Linked DNA regions of Ovis aries: region 2 is linked to region 1. A link is a contact called in public Hi-C data. All regions are on one chromosome and are shown on one strand. Each heading gives the region's core, a stretch centred on a gene start, on an enhancer-like site or on the middle of the called end of the contact. The rest is flanking DNA. Distances are from core to core; before and after follow the strand shown.

Evidence for each region. A called contact is a pair of places that touch in the nucleus more often than the background predicts.
Region 2: a contact with region 1 is called in a Hi-C map of muscle, with 2.3 times the contacts expected there. The contact joins two enhancer-like sites. A contact is called at or near these places in 4 of 16 Hi-C or Micro-C datasets (liver, muscle and tail adipose tissue).

What each region holds. Positions count from the first base shown.
Region 1 is chr3:43,905,338-43,908,668 of ARS-UI_Ramb_v3.0, reverse strand. All of the region lies in intron 1 of LOC114113914 (a long non-coding RNA gene), which reads right to left. Among named protein-coding and RNA genes, the nearest start is that of LGALSL, 51 kb to the right of the region's middle. Within about 2 kb of position 1,543, at least 21 of the 54 cell types and tissues checked have an H3K27ac peak or open chromatin away from gene starts, as enhancers often do. A contact at or near this core is called in muscle, where this site is marked.
Region 2 is chr3:43,951,141-43,954,471 of ARS-UI_Ramb_v3.0, reverse strand. The region is part of intron 2 of LOC114113914 (a long non-coding RNA gene); the gene reads right to left. Among named protein-coding and RNA genes, the nearest start is that of LGALSL, 97 kb to the right of the region's middle. Within about 2 kb of position 1,776, at least 2 of the 54 cell types and tissues checked have an H3K27ac peak or open chromatin away from gene starts, as enhancers often do. A contact at or near this core is called in muscle, where this site is marked.

The DNA.
Region 1 (3,331 bases), core at 294-2,793:
ATGGAATTGCTGGGTTAGTTTTGCACATCCTGGATTCTCCTATGTAATGTGACAAGTTCTCCCAAGTGGTTGTACCAAGTCACCCTCCCACGAGCAACACCTCAGAGGTCCTATAGCAGTACAGATGACCCACCTTCTCAGAAAGCCTTGTGAAAGGGGTGGCTTTAAATGCAGCCACTTCTCCCCTCGGGCTTCCCAAGTGGCACTAGTGGTAAAGAACCCACCTGCCAATCAGGAGACAGAAGAGACACAAGTTGAATCCCTGAATTGGGAAGATCCCCTGGAGGAGGGCGTGACAACCCATTCCAGTATTCTTGTTTGGAAAATCCCCATGGACAGAGGAGCCTGAGGGGGCTACAGCTCATAGGGTCACAAAGAGTCAGACATGACAAGTGACTTGGCGTGCACACACATGCACTCGCCCCCTCTGCCGTACCCTGCTCCACAGGGCTTTCCAGGTGGGCTTCCCAGATGAATCAGATTCACAGTCCACTCTCAGAAAAAAGACGCTCCTTCAGCTCTGGGGACAGCTTCACAGTGAGGCTCTGGAGTCAAAGAGATTAGGAAATGCCGCCACCCCATCAGGGACAGCTGTTGGCTGGGGTTCTGGACAGGAGAATGACTTATTGCAGACTGAGGGTCTGCTTATCCACTTTGGATCTCTTGGGAACCATGCTGATTTTAGACCTCTCTGCAAATGTAAATGTGTAACTCCTTCTCCCTCTTCATTCATGGCTCCTGCTCCCCGCTCAGAGCTTTCCTTCCCCAAGTGCACCTTGCTGGAGCAGCCAAGGCAGGTTGTCTACATATCTGTAGCCCTCACCCTCCTCAGCCTAAAAAAAGCCCTGAAGAGGCCATAAGTGGGCCTCTGGCTCTCACAGGCTGGAAAGGAGTTTCCCAGGAGAATTCCCAGCCTTATCCTAGAAGATGAAATCTAGAAGGCATGTTCCTGCCTCAGAAACACAAAGAGGTGGGGCTTTTTTTTTTTCTTTAATTTTCTTAGCACCAAAAACATTTTGTATTGGGGTATAGCCTATAACAATGTTGTGATATTTTGAGGTGAACAGTGAAGGGATTCAGTCATACATATACATGTATCCATTCTGTTGTGAGGCTGAGTTTTGCACTCCATGATTCCAAAGCCTTCTCAGGCTGGGACCACGAATAGTTTATCATATCCCTTCTTTGAACATAAACACGCACACCTGGGAATAACTGCATTCACAGGAAGTAGGCCAGTCTGGAAGAATAAAAAGTGTCTTCATTTTCAGAAACATGTTTACCCCCAGACAGGCTTTTTAACCAGGAAGAACGCTGCCGGGTTGTGTCCATTCTCTTCAGAGCCCTCTTCCCTCCGCCCTTCCCACAAAACCTCCACTTCCGTCACAAGTTGGCAGGAACTTGCTGTTCCTCAGGCCTGGGATGCCTGCCAGAGCCCTCCCATTTTCCGGAGAGATTTTCTTCTATTTCTAAGTAGAGTCGTTTAAAATCCGGATGCCATATGGGGCCGGGCTCCTTGCCTTTCAAGTCCCACCCCCTTCCCTAACCCCTGGGCCCACAGAGCAGGCCCCTCGCCACTTCACTGTTCTTGACTTTGGAGCCAGACAGTGTGACCACAGCCAAGCTGCTTCTGTGGAGCACGCTGGCTCCAGCTCCAGGTCAGCGATGGGGGAAGCTGCCAGAAGAAATCTCACTGGGCAATGAGGCTCCTGAAAGACCTACCAGCTGCCTCTTCCCTCAGGCCCCTCACTTTCTTCTCCCCTACCTCACTGTCCCAGAGTCCTCAGACCAGAGGAATCAGACCAGCTCATCTAGCCCTCAGACAGAGCCAGACTTAGCCAGCACAGATGACAGGGAGATAGTCTAGTTGAAAAAAACAACCAAAAGAGTGTTTACAGCCTTCATTCATTTTGTTCTAATACACAGCCATTCACTCATTAATTTTCAGTCCAACAAGGTACCTACACGTACCAACTGCTGCTATCAGTATTGTGCCATTGTGGATCTTATGTACAACTGATGGACATTAGAGATTTAATGTAGGAAGGAAAGGGGCTTCCGTGGTGGCTTGGTGATAAAGAACCCACCTGTCAGTGCAGGAGACTCGGGTTCGATCCCTGGTCTGGGAAGATCCCACATGCCTCGGAGCAACTAAGCCTCTATGCCACAACTACTGAGCCCGTGCTCTAGAATCTGGGAACCTAAACTACCAAGCTCATGTGCCGAAACTGCTGAAGCCCACGCTCCATGGCAAAAGAAGCCTGCATACCACAACTAGAGAGCAGCCCCTGCTCGCTGCAACTAGTAGCCCCTGCCGAAGTAGTGACGAAGACCCAGCTTAGCCAATAAATAAAAATTTTAAATATATATATATATATATATAGGAAGGAAGGAATAGGAAGTCGTTGGAAAAATTATAATAAAGAGAATAATTAGAGGCTGCTCAGCCCCAGATCTGAAAATATCCTTTGATCCTATTGTAAACTTATCGGTGCATCTAGGGTTCACCAGGCCTGAAGTCCAGATCTAGCAATCAAGAAGGCTGGAAAACCCACCAAGAATGTAATGGCAAAGGGAGTGGGAAATTGAAAATGTAGCTTTGAATTTCCCCCAACACATACACGGAAGGAAGTGAGCCATCATCGGAAGCTTAGAGGGGAGGGCCCTGGCCCCCAGCAGCCGCAGAACCCTTTGCTCAAGACTGCAGAGCTGCTGGCAATTAGAGGATCTCCCCCAAGCTGAGGGAGGGGCCCTTGGCCTCCGGCCCTGGTGCCGCTTTTCTGGTTGCTACAGGAGCTGTGGGTGTGCTTAATTGCTCAGTCATGTCCGACTCTTTGCAGCCACTTGGACTGCAGCCCATCAGGCTCCTCTGTCCATGGGATTCCCCAGGCAAGAACGCTGAAGTGGGTTGCCATTCCATTCTCTAGGGGATCTTCCCAACCCAGGGATCAAACCCAGGTCTCCCACATTGCAGGCAGATTCGTTACTGTCTGAGCCACCAGGAACGAATCCGTTATACCCACAGGTCACCCATGGTGACAGGTTGGGCGGGGGACCCAATAAGAAACGATTGCTGCTGTTCTCCAGAGTTGTAGTGAGGTCCAAGTCTTTACAAATCAAATTCAGTTTTCCACAGTGAACTCATCATCTGTGTGGGAGACTTAATCTCTGTTCCTGATGATTGTTTCTTGAACAAGGCCTTCAACATTTGGCTTTGAGTTTCTCTGTGTCCAGCTTATCCATCACATGGACAGTGATCTATAAATACACATTCATTCACTCAAGGAACATGCACTGGGTGGCAACCATGGGCCAGGCCCTGTGCAGGATG
Region 2 (3,331 bases), core at 527-3,026, 46 kb before region 1:
GAATCGAATCACCAGTCTATGTCCGACGCAGGATACAGCATGCTTGGGGCTGGTGCACGGTGATGACCCAGAGAGACGTTATGGGGAGGGAGGTGGGTGGGGGTTCATGTTTGGGAATGCATGTACACCCGTGGTGGATTCATGTCAATGTATGGCAAAACCAATATAGTATTGTAAAGTAAAATAAAGTAAAAATAAAGATTAAAAAAAATTTTTAAAGAAAAAGAAAAAAAATCTTAACTTTAAAAATATTTAATTGTTAGTAATTGATTATAATATATTAATTATTTAAAATCATAGTAAATTTCACTGGGTGTAAATTAAATATTTGAACTTAATGTGAGTTTTGAGAGTCCCTTGGACTGCAAGGAGATCCAACCAGTCCATTCTAAAGGAGATCAGCCCTGGGTGTTCTTTGGAAGGAATGATGCTAAAGCTGAAACTCCAGTACTTTGGCCACCTCATGAGAAGAGTTGACTCATTGGAAAAGACTCGGATGCTAGGAGGGATTGGGGGCAGGAGGAGAAGGGGACGACAGAGGATGAGATGACTGGATGGCATCACTGACTCAATGGACGTGAGTCTGAGTGAACTCTGGGAGTTGGTGATGGACAGGGAGGCCTGGCGTGCTGCAATTCATGGGGGCGCAAAGAGTCGGACACGACTGAGTGACTAAACTGAACTGAACTGAATGTGAGTTTTAGCATACTTACTTTTTGATCTTTCAGTATTTTTCCCACTGCTTTAATGTTCTGGAAAAAGCAAGGGCATATGGGGGCACACAACTTTCCTTCGGCCTCAGACTCCAACACGACCCCCATGGCTTGGGTGGTGAAGAAACCGCATCCCATGGTCTCCCGGTGGAAATGGGGTGTGTCTCCGTCAAGCATGGGAAATCTTGCTGATGATGCCTCCCCTCAGCCTAGAAAAGACCCTTTCCTCTCTGGGGCTGCCCTCTGGGAGTGGGGATTCAGGAAGTAGTCTCCTCACATTTCACACTGTTCTACTGCTGCTGCTAAGTCACTTCAGTCGTGTCTGACTCTGTGTGACCCCATAGGCGGCAGCCCACCAGGCTCCCCCATCCCTGTTCTAGAGGCCATGAAATTATTGCAAGCTGCAACATCATCCCACCCTCACTGCTTGATGAGTAGGAGTCTCTGACCTTTGGGGAGGGGTCACCTTGAGTCCAAGGGCACACACACAGCACATCCTTGACAGAGAACCTGTGACTAGTACTCCTACACAGCAAGCAACTTTAAGAGATGCCAGTGGGAAGTTTCTTAGCTAGAAGACACTTTCTGAGATAATGAGAGGTTTTTTTCCTTATTTTCTTTTGAAATATATAATATGCTCCCATGGTTCAAATACAAAAAGTTGTAAAAAGGTAAACATTGAGAAGCTTTCCTCCCAACCTTGTTCCACACTCCTCTCCTCACATACAAATAGGCTACAACTTCTAGTCATTTCTTGGCAATTGCAGCTTCTTGAAAAATAGTATTTAAATAGGTGTCACGAATTAGGCTAGGACCCACGCAGCTCCTCCTGGATGAGACTGGCTAGCCGGCATGCAATGCTGAGCAGAGTGGTCACATTTTGTGTGTGTGGCTGACCCTGGCAGCACGGAGCCAGCGGCCTGCTTGGGGCCACTGGAGTCCACAGGCATGTGGGCCTCTCCCTTCCAGACTGGCACACAGTCCAGGGTCAGTGCTATGGGATACCCCAGAGCCAGGCCAACAGGGAACGGGTCTGAGGCCACTGGCGTGGCTGGCATCTTGGTCTAATAATAATCAGGTATCAGCGTTTCCTAGAAACACATGACGGGGTTTGTGATCCGTCCCTCCTGAACTGCGAGCAAGCTTCTGCATACTCGGGATGACACGCATCCTCGCAATCGGAATGACATTCCAAACCACAAACACAACTCTTTGTTTTTGTGGTCACCATGTCCCCTCAAGATATCAGTTGCTCCCAAGGTGACCAATTTCCTCTGTTCTCTTGGTCATGATTGGGAGGTCACTGGAAGAGTGGAAGGGAGGAATACCCTTACAGCCAGGGTCCCACAGGGCCCAGAGCTGGAGGCTGGGCTGGTTGAGATCTCAGTACCAACTGGGGAGAAATGCTGATTGAACCACCAAGCCACATTAGCTTTACAACGTGCGAAAGGCGTCCTCTCCTCACGCCTCTTTTGACCACATCCTACTTACCACTCTTCTCTATAAAGTTGCTTCCCACTGAGTCACCCTCTAGGGCTTGCTGGCAAACTTTCAGCTCCCCTGGTTTTCAGCCAAGGGGCCGCTCCCAGACTTCTCCACTCATTCCAACCCTTCACAAGGCCTTGGAAACTGTCAAAAACTTGAGTAGCTTGTGAACTCCCAGGTAGTTCGTAAGCAGAGTGAACCCTCTTTGCTCACTCTGGGCCCTCGGTCTAATTGGAATTGAGGAGGACATGGAGAATACAGGGTCAAGAAAAAGAGAACAGAGTTTGTGGTTCCACCCTAGGGTGGCATTACCTAGCCTAGAGCAGACACATTTTTGGTTCAGTTCAACTAGTGCTCATTAACGCATTCAAAAAAGTGATGATGGCTTTGAAGGCAACTTTAAGTGTAGGAATCCTCTGTTGAGGAGGAGGGGCTAGAAGTGGTAGCCTGTATTCAGAGATCAGGAAATGTCTAGACAGCTCTGGAAAGACAGGCTGTGAAATTGGGACAAGTGTCAAATGCCTAAATGCTGAAGGAAATCCACGTGAAGAAAACAGAAGCTGCAGGGTGGGTTCTGAAGGGAGGTTCTAGGTGAAGCAAGATCCCTGAGCACTGTCCCTATTTTCCTCAAACCCATGCAAGCCTCTCCCTCTTCCATTTGTGCAATGCTTGTTTGTGCCTACTTCACTATGGGCACTCAACAATCAACTCAAATAATGTATTTCTCTGTGTATTTTTTCTATCTCCTTGGATAGGTCTTCCTCCATTTTTGAGAAGAAACATCAAAGAAACAACTTTTTCTCTGGAAGACAGGTTTCATCAGCAGTAATCCATTTCCAGAAATATACTCTAGCCTGGGGGCTTCCCTTGTGGCTCAGCTGGTAAAGAATCTGCCTGCAGTGCAGGAGACCTGGTTCGATCCTGGGGTTGGGAAGATCCTCTGGAGAAGAGAAAGGCTACCCACTCCAGTATTCTGGCCTGGAGCAGGAAATGGCACCCCACTCCAATATTGTTGCCTGGGAAATCCCATGGACAGAGGAGCCTGGCGGGTGACAGGGTCGCAATGAGTCAGACACGACTGAGCATCTGAGCATAGGACTTATCTTATGTGCTATGTCTCAGGAACAGTTTAA